Regions from separate parts of the Zea mays genome. Here region 1 is linked to region 2. Evidence: chromatin contacts called from public Hi-C data. All regions are on one chromosome and are shown on one strand. The core of a region is the stretch at or near the end of the contact, and the rest is flanking DNA. Distances in the headings are between cores, read along the strand shown.

Evidence for each region. Hi-C and Micro-C count contacts between places; a contact is called where the count stands out from the background.
Region 1: a contact with region 2 is called in a Hi-C map of ear, with 1.9 times the contacts expected there. The contact joins the promoter of LOC103631888 here to the promoter of LOC100278925 in region 2. A contact is called at or near these places in 2 of 25 Hi-C or Micro-C datasets (ear and tassel).

What each region holds. Positions count from the first base shown.
Region 1 is chr7:2,211,733-2,218,289 of Zm-B73-REFERENCE-NAM-5.0, forward strand. LOC103631888 reads left to right here and starts at 2,261. Exons shown (of 3, transcript XM_008653724.2): 1 at 2,261-2,549; 2 at 2,655-3,033; 3 at 3,153-3,422. The coding sequence starts at 2,436. The coding sequence ends at 3,160. LOC100275971 reads left to right here and starts at 3,653. Exons shown (of 3, transcript NM_001348155.1): 1 at 3,653-3,830; 2 at 3,921-3,961; 3 at 4,570-4,924. The coding sequence starts at 3,758. The coding sequence ends at 4,689. LOC541825 (protein kinase CK2 catalytic subunit CK2 alpha-3) reads right to left here. Exons shown (of 10, transcript NM_001111506.2): 7 at 6,356-6,438; 8 at 6,191-6,254; 9 at 6,032-6,100; 10 at 4,988-5,407. The coding sequence ends at 5,351.
Region 2 is chr7:2,044,832-2,051,519 of Zm-B73-REFERENCE-NAM-5.0, forward strand. It overlaps LOC100278925, which reads right to left and starts at 4,471. Exons shown (of 10, transcript NM_001407566.1): 1 at 4,282-4,471; 2 at 2,144-2,312; 3 at 1,928-2,031; 4 at 1,652-1,708; 5 at 1,171-1,256; 6 at 830-915. The coding sequence starts at 2,297. It overlaps LOC100273193 (4-coumarate--CoA ligase-like 5), which reads right to left. Exons shown (of 6, transcript NM_001147637.1): 1 at 6,241-6,688; 2 at 5,960-6,149; 3 at 5,727-5,872; 4 at 5,563-5,630; 5 at 5,344-5,452; 6 at 4,890-5,212. The coding sequence ends at 5,087.

The sequences.
Region 1 (6,557 bases), core at 1,011-3,510, 160 kb after region 2:
TTCCTGTGTTCGTGGCTGCACAAGCACGATCGTTCGAGCCTCTGGCTGGTCGGATACAAGCGCTTTGGAGGTACGAGCGGATGCAGGCAATTGGCCTCCAAATGGCTTGTTTTGCATCGACTCGTGCAGCCCGTGTCTTTCACGTGCAGGAACCAAACATACGTTCACGCAAAGTCAATGCACGTAGTGGTCCAGAACAAAGCGATGCGAACAACATCAAATAGATAATAAATAAATCATGAAAAGTGGCGCGTAGTCCGCATACTTTTTTTTAAGATGAAAGTTAGAATGAACAGAACATAAGTGTTGAAATCAACAAATACAGGAGGGGGGCTCGAGCCATATGTTTTGAGGAGCAAATGAAGATATGGATCGTATATATCGAAGCCCACAGCCCTCCTCCTGGCGATGCACGGCCCGTACCGAGTTGCGGAGCTGGGCCACGAGAGAGAAACTGAGGCCCAGACCCACGCTTCTTCTTCGGCTTTCCCGTCTCCAGTTATGCTTGGGCCAGAATCCCAGAAGCTGGGATTGTTTAGGTACTATAATTTAGAGAATAAAATGGAGAGACTAAGGGCCAGTTTGGCACAGCTCCAGCTCCTGATTCTAAGCGAGGATCTGGAGGAGCCGTGCCAAACGGGTATTTTTTTAAACTGATTCTCGTGTGGAGCCGAAAGATCGGGAGTCGTTTTTGTGAAGAAAGGTGGGATCTAAAAAAACCTGCTCCACCCTCCCTTAAAACAGCTCCTCAACCAACCAAATATGGACCTCCCCTTAAAGTTTCATCGAAATTACCCGCAATTGCCATTGGACAAAAACATAACGAGCCGATTTATGGATTAAACATTTGAGATCATTTTATGCACTACTATGATGGGAATATTTTATATGTTATTGTTTCATAATTTTTTTCGTATATGCATCCTACTTATTGGTTTGTAACAAAGTTAAACTGCAAAGGGTAAAACAGACAATCGCCACAGACCACCAACTTTCAGAAGACAAGAATCAGTTTACTTGTCAAACGGTTTTAAAAATGATTCTGATTCTCTATGAGAATCAGGAGGATTAGCTCCTTACGAGGATCAGGATCTGGAGCTAAAGAAGCAGGAGCTGGAGCGTTGCCAAACGAGCCCTAAAAATAGTCCATATCCCCTTATATGTTGTGGATCAAGTAATTTTTTCAGATTTTCATAACATTATTTAATCCATTTACTCTTCTCCAAAAATAGCACAGGCTATGCTGCAACGCGCACGAGAAAAAAAAAAGACAAAACAGGGCAGGCAGAAGAGCCAGCAAAGAAGGGGAAGAAAACTCTGAAGAAACTGAAACATGCATGCATTGTTGAATAATTAGACAAATTCCAGTTTAAATTCCGAATATAAATCATGACCAAATCAGAAGAACTGAAATAACAAGCCAAATCAGATGATGCGTACTGATTATACTTACTGATAGTTGGCGCGCGCCAGGATCAGCTGGGTCGACGATGTCAGAAGATCACGAGCAGTCGCGTGAAGACGCTTCCCAAAAACCTTATTCGCCCTCTCCCGGTGCAGGATCTAGAAGACGAAGGGTTCCGGAGACCTGCTCTCCTGATCGCAGATGCACCTCTGCGGTCGGGACGAAGGGAACTAAAAGGCGGCTCAGCTATGAAGAGAGGCGAAAGCGAACTGGGATCTGGGGATGATATGGAGGCTGGCTGCCGGGCTCCTTTTATAGGGCCGAGTCCGTGACCCCGTGCTTATCCACCCACGAAAATCTCGCAATCAGTTGAGATTTTGTAGCGATCGGTTAGGATAAGCGTAACAGCCAAGAAACCAAAAAAATCAAACGGCAAAAGGTAGCCGCGCCCCCGCAAGGCGAGGGGCCGGATTTCGGCGGACCATTCACGCGCATGTCGTGCGCCCGCGCCCTTCGCCCCGCCCAGGCGAGCGAGCGCGCGCGCGCGTGTGGCTCTCCACACTCTCTCCTCTCATCCATGACTTGGTGAGTGAGTGTGGCTTCCATATTTAAGTTAGCTCTACTCCACAAGAGCTAGCAATATGGTGCTATTGGTTCCACCTATCCCTTTGCCATCCACTTATATGGGCTTTTGAGATTTTCCTGGAATTTATTAGAAATTCTTAATTAGGCCAAGCCCATAAATCCTAACATGCATGTCCCAGTCCCAGAACAGACGGTGAAAGGAGCCATTCCATGTATAGCCAGAGGCCAGGGCTCCGCCAGATGTCGTCGAGACCGTCGTCAACAAAAGACCGGCCGCCAATAAGCCATGCATGCATGGCCACAAGCAGCAACTGAAGAATCACAGAGAACGGACTAGGTGCGTGCTCTGCGCTGACAAGAGCAGCGGCAGGCAGGTCGTGGATCGCCTTGGGTGGTGAATAATTGAAGAAGAAGAGGTGGAGACTTGAGCGAGGCAGAGCAGGTGATGTCTTCGCTGCCAGGAGGCTTCCTGTGCGTGCGCGTCCTGCGCGGGATCGACCTCGTCAGCTGCGACGCCAAGGGCAGCGACCCCTACGTCGTGCTCAGCCTGGATGGACAGGTTAGCTGCTGCTCTGATTCGTTCTTGCCTGTGCTGTGCTTCTTGGTTTGTCGTCGTCGTCACCATATATATGCATCGTCTCGTCCGGTGCGGTGACCCGTCCAGAAACTGAAGACGAGCGTGATGAAGAAGACGGTGAACCCGTTGTGGAACGAGGACCTCACCTTGGCCGTCATGGACGCGTCGGCGCCCATCAAGCTAGAGGTCTTCGACAAGGACACGTTCAGCAAGGACGACATGATGGGGGACGCGGAGTTCGACGTGGAGGCGCTGGCGCAGATCGTGCAGATGGACCTGGAGGACATCCGCAGCGGCACCGTCGTCCGCACCGTCCGCCCCGGCGGCACGGGAAGCTGCCTCGCCGACGAGAGCCACATCATCTGGGACAAGGGCCACGTCGTGCAGGACCTCCTCCTCAGGCTCCGGAACGTCGACTCCGGCGTCATCCACCTGCAGCTCAGATGGGTTGCCACCCCACCTGAAGGTCTGTTACCAATGCAATAGAATCGTCATTGATTGATTGATTTAAATTAAACACACGCATTCAGCTAGCTCACGGGATTCCCCTCTCTCTCTCTCTCTGTACGCCGTCGCGTCGATCAGCAGACTGAACTGGAGGAGACGAACTGCAGTATGTACGTGCTCGCTCCATATCCCCCAGGAAAGAACGTACGGATTCGCTCGCGTGACGATGATACTATGCGATGCATGCATGCTCAAGAGTCAAGATGTCACTGTCTTCTGTGTATTTTAGTACAGCCACGTACATTGTCGCCATCCAACATCACTATGCATGGACGTTTTTTTGATATAAATATATATATATATATATATGTGGAACTAACTAATTTATTAATCACGAGTTCATCATGACTGCATTGTTGGCTTGGTCAGCCTGGCTGTGAGGAGACAGATCCGTGGGCCGCCGCATTTGTTACGGCCTGGGCCGCATTCGTTAATCGGCAAAACGCCCAACGCCCACCTGCCCCGCCCCCTCCTTTTTCTTTTTCTTTTCTTTGGGCCCTCGTGTGTCCATCCATATCCAATCCAAATGCGATTTTTTTTCTAATAATTAAAAGTAAGGGACGAAGGACTTGTTGCATAAATAAAAGGGACGCGTTGGCTGGCGTCGGTCCGCCGCCCGCACTACCACGCCCCCGCTCCTCTCGTCTCTATCTTCGCCTCTTCCATCGCAGGATTCAGCGGCCATGGGCGGCGGCAACGCCCAGAAGTCCAAGATGGCGCGCGAGAGGAACGCCGAGAAGAACAAGGGCGGCAAAGGCAAGTACCCGACCGATGCATGTCCCCCGCCCGCCCCAGCCGCCGCCCTTTGCTCACCGTCTCGTATTTCCGCTCTGTATTTGCTTGCAGGCAGCCAGCTGGAGGCCAACAAGAAGGCCATGAACATCCAGGTATCTTCCTCCTCTTGCTTGCCCTGTGTTCCTGTCGAGATTTTGGGGGTTTTCCCAGATTCGCTTGGGTTTCAGGCTACTCCGTCTGGATTCGGCAGATCCAGCCACGGCGCGATTCTCGAACCCTAATTGTCAACCATGGCTATGCCTCTAGTTTTAGGGTTGATTTGGTGGTGGATCCCGAATCACCAAATCAAACCTTATACTGCTTTATATATGTATGGGCAACGACAGTTCTTCTGTTACACATGCAACATCTGATCCATAGATACAACTATGGTTTGTTAGGTTTTTTTTATAAAAATTATTGAGCTGGTGGTGGAAGTGTTTAAGTGTTAGATATGATCTACGGTTGTATCACGATCTAATGTATCAGATGGTTTGCTTACACGCTTGAACAGAAGAACTGCTTGTATAGCAGTCATTGCCGAAGAACTGCTTGTATAGCAGTCATTGCCGTATGTATGTACCTACAAAAGCTCTAGTTAGCAGTGTAATTCAAGAGTACTACTACCTTTTCAATTAAGCATTAACCGCCGAGCACAGAGGTTGATGCCTCCCATTGGCCAAAAATGCACTAACCTTTTGATAATTCCATCTGAATGCAGTGCAAGATCTGCATGCAGACCTTCATCTGCACCACCTCCGAGGCCAAGTGCAAAGAACATGCGGAGGCGAGGCATCCCAAGAACGACCTCTACCAGTGCTTCCCCCACCTCAAGAACTAGTAAGCAGCAGAAGCATATGCTCTGCTCAGCTAAAAGACAAGTACTACATATATATATATACGCTGTGTGTCAATTAATGGGTTCTAGGCTGCTGCTGATGCGGCTGCTTCGTTCGTGTTGCCCCGTCTGATTATGTACTGTAACCCTTGGCTGTCAGCCTGCTGTGCTAAAAACCATTGGTTCTGTGTGGATTCATGCTGCCTGCCTGTGCTGTGCTTGCTCAATATTTTCTTCTCTTTTCCTTGTGTTCTTCGGTGAGAATTTGGGACATTGCAAGGATGCCATTTATCTCTAGTAACGGTAATTTCCATAGAGATTACGAGAAAATAAACCTGGAGAGCTCGATGAAGTCCAAACAAATTTTGGATATTCTTTACTAGCTCAACAATACAAACAGCACAATCAGCCAACGACGACCTTTTATGACAAACATCTTACATGAATAATCTCGTTCGCAATCACGTCCCACAAGCCGATGACCTGAGTAATTCAGTCACGTCTCGACGCGGTTAAGGGTACAACAGGCGCCATAGCTACTGTTTGTTTTTGCCAAGTAAACCCCCAAACCACTATTCATCACTGGTAAGAGCATGGCTCCACCAAGAGCAGATGATCTGATCCACGGTTAGCACCAGTCTTTGCCTCTTTGGTCTTTGGCCTCTCATGCCCGCGTCCTGCTGTTCTCTGCAGCCCTCACTTGTTGGAAGTATGGGTGTGTCTGCAAGAATATAAAAGCGTCAAGAGAATAAGGTCATGTTTGGTTTCTTTAGTCTAAGGACTAAAGTTTAGTTAGGGGACTAAAGTTTAGTCCATAACATGTTTGGTTATAGGGACTAAAATGGCCTTTAACATTCACATGCTATTAGTACAATTGAACTAAATGAGTGGCAAATATAGAATTAATATAGTTTAGTCCCTTTTAGCCACATCTTGAGGGATTAGGGACTAAAGCAGTTTAGTCCATGTTTTAGTCCTACCGTTTGGTAATTTAGGAACTAAATGAGACTAAAATGGAGGGACTAATCTTTAGTCCCTCAAACCAAACGGGGCCTAAGGCAAGGCATTGCAATCTAGACCTCCAAATAAGTACAATCTAAAACCTTTCATCATAGATTTTTTTATTAAAAAAAAAACTCTACTTCTGAAACGTTGCTTAAACAGAACAGCATGCACAACAATCAGGATATGGTGACTCGAGTTACCTTTTTTTCAGAGATAGAGATACCCACTAGTAAAATCTAGGAGTATACTTTACGCCAAATATTTAGCAATAGTGAGAAAAGCCAGTGTACTTTGCGCTGCCAAATTACATGCCACCAAAATTAAGCACAGGGAAACTTACCATAGCTTCACGTGCAGTAAGCCTGTCCTGATGATCATAACGCAAAAGCTTGTCGAGGAAATCTATGGCCTACAGATATATACAAAGGAATCCTGTTAGAGTTAAGCACTACCAATTGGTAGTTAGGTCTATTTAAAATGCAGTGGCACTAGCAAACACCTCATGAGACACTAGGTGTTGGTTGTCTGCATTAATAAACTTTGTCCAGGGTTTCCTGCTATGCCTGCATCCCAAAAAGGCAAAAAAAAAAGAGTGTAAATGCAATCCACAAAAATGATTGCAGATCTTCCATCAAAAAGTCTGTTGAGCAGCGGCATACTTTACCTTCCAACAAGGGCTTCGAGCTGAGGGTCAAGCTCAATTCTGTACTTGTTCAAATAGACATTCAGCCCATCTGTTCCAAGTACCTGATAATAAATGGATGTAGCAATAACTAACAGAGAGGCATTTAATAGATCTAAATGGTCTCACGTCATGCACGGTATAATAACAGCATATGTAGCCAACAACATAGCATCTAGTACAT
Region 2 (6,688 bases), core at 3,221-5,720:
ATTTGATAAGATTAGAAGAGATGAAAGATCAGGTAGGTTAAAATACTGGAATATAAAATTTGGGTACCCTAGCTACATTTGGAAAAGTTGACCTTGGGACAACAGTTAGTTTTCGTGACAAAAAATTGCAGGTAAGCACCCATTCAATTATTTTAGATAAAGACCCTACAGAACGAATAAATAGCAAGGCCAATAGTTATGAAGGAACCGTCAAGAAAATAGGAATTAGCAAACACATGAAAATAGGAACCATCAAGAAACATATTATGAAGGAAGCAAACAATCGCATAGTTACGACTCAAAACAGGGCAGTGAAGCGACTATAAAATTTGAGACATATTCAAATCTAGAAAAGCATTTCTGAGGAATTAACCAGTGTTATTAAAACTACGTTTAAACAATGTTTAAACTACGTTTAAACGTCAAAATTCTAATTAGAGGTTGAAACCACGTTTTAGCGTTTTGGCGTTCTAAACTGCAAAACGCAGTGTTTTATGCATTTTAGACCATTATCTACTTTTGGGCCCAGTCTATTAGTTACTTTTGGGGTTCAATCCAGCTCATGGGTGAAGTATTGGTAAGCCACTAACCTCTCTGTTTTGGTACTTAACTTCATATTATTGTCTGAAATTATGATGTATTGGTATTTTTCCTATGTTGTTTAAAACTACGTTTAAACTTTAAAAGTCAAAATTTCACTCATGAACGTTCCAACGTTTTACCGTTTTAATAACCTTGGAATTAACAGCAGACAATGAGGATAACTCATACAAGATCATGCGAAGAAATTACAAATAACAACAATAACAAGATAAACAAGTTTATTTACCTCTAGATGGGAACAATTCAAAAAGAGGGGAATCCCAACGATTGCGTCTATCTGGCTTCTCAAATCTACTTACAAGATCTTCAAATCTGTCACCATTGAAGAAAAAGAAAATGAGAGGGCAATTGCAACTGATACTAGACAGAGCACTGCTTGAATAGAAAAAACACAGCTGTTTAATTATTCCGACAACCCCAAAATTCAATACAGTAACCGAACTACTAAAGACTTATTACCTATGAAATACAAGTTTGTTTAAAAATAAGAATGCCAACAGCATCTGACCCCATTAGTGTTTCAGCCTTTCAGGTCAATGAGCTCCATACAGATTAGATCTGACTTACATATTAGTATCATATGCTGGTTCTCCTTTCTCCTGGCGGTTGCTGTTCCATTCCTTACAATGGTCCACTTCTGTATCACAAAAAAGCTGAAACATAAAAGAGGAAATATAGAAGAAATTACTTTCGAATGGATGATTTACTGTCCTGAACTGTTGAAAGCACAATAAAGTTTTCATTCTTTCCTATAGGTGCTCTTGGACAAAAGGATCATGCAGCACATAGTCATGAGTTCCAATTTGTCCTATTTGTTGAATTAACATAATTTTTATAACTTTGTTAGGTGAGGCTCTATCTTGTAAGTTTACTTAGGTAATCCTTGTTAAATACCAAGACTAGTCTGAAAAGGTAGCTCATCATGCAAACAATATTACCATCTGATTCAAGATGTTAATTAAATCCGTACATCTACAACTCCAGTTTGTTTGTATTATGCTAGCCAAGCCATCGTTCTAAGTACATAAATGAGAGAGCAAGCGCCTACCACACAATATCTTACACCAGATGCACGCGCAAGACACCACAACTCATAGCGGTACCCCTGCATATTATCAAGGGAAAGTTGATTAATTGTATCCAAGACAAAGACACAGGTACGCAATAATATTGCAACTTTGCAAGACCATAATGCATTTGAGGCATCGTAACTGTACAATGATGTAAGGGAAATTGCAGAATCTATTTTATATCACAACTAATAGAATGAAGAAATAAATAGGACAAATAAAAAATAGGATGAAGAACTTGATACTACCCTCACCTTAATATTATTCAACGAGTCGACAATAATTATGCTGTCGCGTGACACAGACCTGTCAACTTCTGATCTAAGAAGCCCTCTCAAGTTTTTCTCCACAACCATATCTAACAAGGGACAACCAAAGACAACAAGAAAGAAACAAGCTCATCACAGGGTCAAAGCACAAGTCCAAAACTAGCTAACTAAAAAATGTAACAACAACAAATAGTCAAATACCTTTGTAGCTATCGTTGCGCCTGAGATGGAGGGATGACTCATCGATGATTCGGACTGTAAGGTCAGGCGAGGAGGAGTGCAGCGCCACAGCAAGGCAAGCGGCGGCTGCTGTTTTACCGCTGCACGGCTGCCCACACATCACGACGAGCGCCATGGACGACGTGGAAATCTTCAGAGATAAAGAGGTGGGGAAACCATTCAGTCATACAAAAATGTTGCCACACAGTAGATGCCCAATTACATGAGGACCCAAGGAGCAGCAGAAAAGTGATGCATCCATGATCTCGACGTAACACTAAATCATACAAAAAGCATTTTTTATGTACATCGATGCTCAAGGGAGAAATTTCAGTATACACGTCTCAATTCGGCTGCCTCTCAACATAAAGGATCCAATTCATCATCCTTTTAGAAATTGACACCATGGCTCACGGATTTTTCATTCTAGGTGTTTTTGGTCCTTATCTTCATTTTAAATGTTTTGTGTTTCCTTTCCTCAGGCCAGTAAGCCTCACGGACCGTTCTACCCATGTCTTTTTTTATCACCTTGACTGGAGACGAGAACTGGAGACCGAGACTGGCTATTTCTTTGAGCTGAGCACAGCTTGGCACAGCGCCGCCGGCTGTTCTTACTTCGCCGACGCCATCCTCCCCTTCCGGATACTGATGACCGTCACAGTTTGAAAAGTCGCCACTCAGCAGACTGATCATGCAAAATTGCCGCTATTGGAATAACAATGATGTTGAGATGAAATGGGCCATCCCAACTGCATACTGATTACTGCAAAGCAACTTTAAGTCTGAACCAAGTGACTTCAAAATTATACCTGTCTTGCAAGTAGTTATTGTACTCACGGATGGTTGGTAAAGCGATTAACCACCCAGGTCGAGTTTGGAATCACCCACGCTAAATTGTGATTCCAAGCTGAGTTGGAATCACCCAGGCTGAGTTTGGACCTTGCTGCAGTATTAAATTTCAGAGCCGGAGGGAGATCGGCATAGGGAGATCGCAATGTTTTCAGATCGGCTGATCGCTCCTGATCGCCAGAGGGGCGATCAGCCGACTAATCACGATTAGTCGATGACCAGCCCGATTAACCGGGCTCTGATTGGTCAATCAGACATCCTGATCGTCCAGGGCTATAGGAACCGATCAACCTTCATATATATAACTACACGCCCATGGACATGGCTTCAGGTTCAGGCTTTCGACAAGGCAAACAGCCATACGTGATATGCCCATGGACACGGGCAGCAACAGGCCAACAGCCATACTACAACATGAAGCAAATAATCACTGGAAGGTTTCAGGCTTTCAGCATCTAAGTAAAACTGAAAACCAACAAACATGGACATGGGCAGCAACAGGCCAACAGCCAAACGCCCGTACCTACAGGCTACAGCACAACAGAGCACACCAGAAAACAGGGACAAGCTCTGAATCTGGATTCTGGAGACTGGAGACCGTACCTGCAGGCCGGCTGCTGGCGCCGCCGCGCCGGGGATGGAGGAGGGGCCGAGGGGGACGATGCCGCCGTATCCCCCGTCACCGGTAGCGCGCCGCCGTCACCTGCACAGTGTTCCGCTAGGGTTCCTCCCTCGGCAGCTGGTTGCCTGGTTCGTGTCGTGTCTCGTGTGTGCCTGGGCGTTCGTTGCTCGGTTGGCTCTTACCTCTTGGTTGTGCAGCTTCTGCGCTCTGTTGGCTCTTGCCTCTTGGTTGTGCAGCTTCTGCTCACGTGGTGGGAATCGGGAAAAGGGAAGCTGGGCTGGGCCGCTGGGCAAGTGAAGTGGGCCACTGGGCCGAAATTTCAATCCAGCCAGCCAGGCTGATCGTTCCTAAACTAATCGGACGATTAGTCGCTATTAATCGCAGGCCTCTAGTAGGGTCCATAACCATTTGGGAATATCCAATGAGGCGTAAAACCACCGCAATCTATCCCAGTGACAAGTACAGCAGGGTATCGAACCTACGGCAGCGCCGCGCGGCCTGGGTACAAAAGGCTACAATTAACCGGATGGAGCGAAGGGCGTAGATCCGGCAAGCGGATCAGCGAACCACGTCCTTGCGCCATGGGAATCCGCAGGTGGAGGGGAGTGGGAATCGACCTGAGGAGGGGAGGGGTCGCGCACCGACTCACCTGGAGCGGAGCTGAGCAAGCTCGCCGGAGGGGAATCCCGGAAGGGAGCACCGGAGCGGCGGTGGAGACCGGAGAGCGAGAGCTGGGGCCTGAGGGGAGTCTCGGCCTGAGGGGCGGCGCGGCGCGCGAGAGGACACAGGAGACGTTGTACTAAATCGGGAAGGCCGGGCCGAACCAGGCCTGGGTTGTCCCAAACCGTTTCCCACTTGGACTTTGATTTGGATCGACAAAGGCCCAAGTTGGGGGGGGGGGGGGGGGGGGGGGGGGGGTGGAAAGAATCTCATCTCTCTTTCTCTCTTCCAATTCCAACGCGCATGCTACAACACTGGTGATAAGTTAAGGTGTTGAAATTGCCGGTCAGCACTGAACTTATATTGCATCTGAAGGCATGACTGTAACTGCTGGTGGTAATGTGGCATAGCTTATATAACAAATAGATTCTATTTAAAAACTACTACATTCATTCTCGAATATTTATCCATTCTCGAATATTTATCGCCTTCTCATGAACATTGGGGAACGAACAACCCCATCTGTCTATCAGCTGCAGAAGATTTTGGTGTCGTTCAGCAGTTCAGGTAGATATGACGAATGTTATCCAGTCTTTTCTGGTATAGTGCAGATGGTTTGCCAAGCCAGTACTGTGTACTTATCTTTTTTCTTGTTGAGAGGCTACACGATTACTCTCCATGTCTTGATTAAATAAACCGGTATGGTAATAACTACAAGTCTGACAGTGTCTGCTAGTACATTGCAACAAGAGAAGGAAAGAAATGGACGTCACACATACAATGCACCTATTGACCTATAGCTTGGAGCTAATGCGCCGCGACGCTAGCTTGGCCAGGTCCCTGCGTAAAATCTTGCCCGACGCGTTCTTCGGTATCGAATCCACAAGGAAAACATGGTGGATCCGCTTGTAGTGCGCGACCTGCATGACGACGAGTGGTTATTATCATAGCTGATGAAGCGACTCACCAGAAGAAGAAGAAGAAGCAGCAGCAGCAGCAAAATTGTGTTGTGTTGTGTTGGCTGTTGAGCCAGCGGCCAAATTAAACAAACCTGTTTGGCGACGAAGTCTTTGATGTGTGATTCCTGCAAGTGGTGGCTTCCTGGGCGTCTGACGATGAACGCTACCGGCAACTCCCCACCATCCTCGTCACTACGGTATCTGTATCGTCATACATGTAAGATGAGTTAGCTAGCATGAACATGGCATTAGCTAGCTGATTTCTCATGCTTTTTCTGTGTGTGTGTGTGTGCGCGCGCGCGCGCTCTTACGGGACAACTGCGGCTTCATCAATGTCAGGGTGTGTCTGCAGCAGGTTTTCGAGCTCTGCAGGAGGCACCTGAATGAAACAGACAAGGATTCAGAGAAGACAAGGCAAAGCTGTCGTAACTTTCTAGCAACAGCAGCAGAAGATAGTTACTATACCATTACTAACCTGGTAGCCTTTGTACTTGATCAACTCCTTGAGACGGTCTACGATGAAGACGAATCCATCCTGGTCGATGTAGCAGAGATCTCCTGTCCTCAGCCATCCTTGGCTGTCCAAGATCTCAGACGTGGAATCGTCGTCGCCAAGGTAACCTACGCTACGCTACAGAGCACTGTTTGTTACTTACTGATCGAGCTCAGCTCACGGACAGCATTGCATGGTGGCCTGACCTCACCTACCTTTCATCACGAAAGGGCCTCGGACCCAAAGCTCCCCTGCCACGCCAGGAGGCAGGGCTGCCCCCGTCTCCGGATCAACGACCTTCACCTGGGCGCCCCATGAGAGACGCCCCACGGATCCCACTCGCGCGCTTTCCTCCTCCCCGACGGCGCGGCAGAATCCGGCTGTAGTCTCCGTGAGGCCGTACCCCTGTTGCCAACCACGCTTGCTACGATGAACACACACACACACACAACGGAACAAGAACCGAGAGAGACAGAGGCATTGGGACTTGACCAACCTGCGCGAGGCTTACGCCGGGGAACACGCGCGAGAAGCGCGCGATGAGGTCAGCCGCGACGGGGGCGCCGCCGCACCTCACAGCCTGCAGCGAGGCTGCGCGGGCAGGCGCCGCCGCGTCCTCCTCGGCGGCGCGCACGATGGCGAGCAGCGCGGGTGGCGCCAGCGCCAGGCGCGTCACTTCGAACCTCTCCACCGCGCCCAGGACCGCCGCGGCGTCGAACCTCCTCCTGGCCGCGGGCAGCACCAGCGTGTGCGCCGCCGACGCCGCCCTCAGGCAGAAGGTGAAGCCGTACACGTGGAAGAGGGGCACGGCGAGCATGAGGGTCTCCCCGGCCGCGGGCGCCCGCGTCACGTTGCTGGCCATGAGGTTGCCGTGGGTCAGCACGACCGCCTTGGCGCGCCCCGTGGTCCCGGACGAGTACAGCACCGCCGCCGGGTCCGACTGC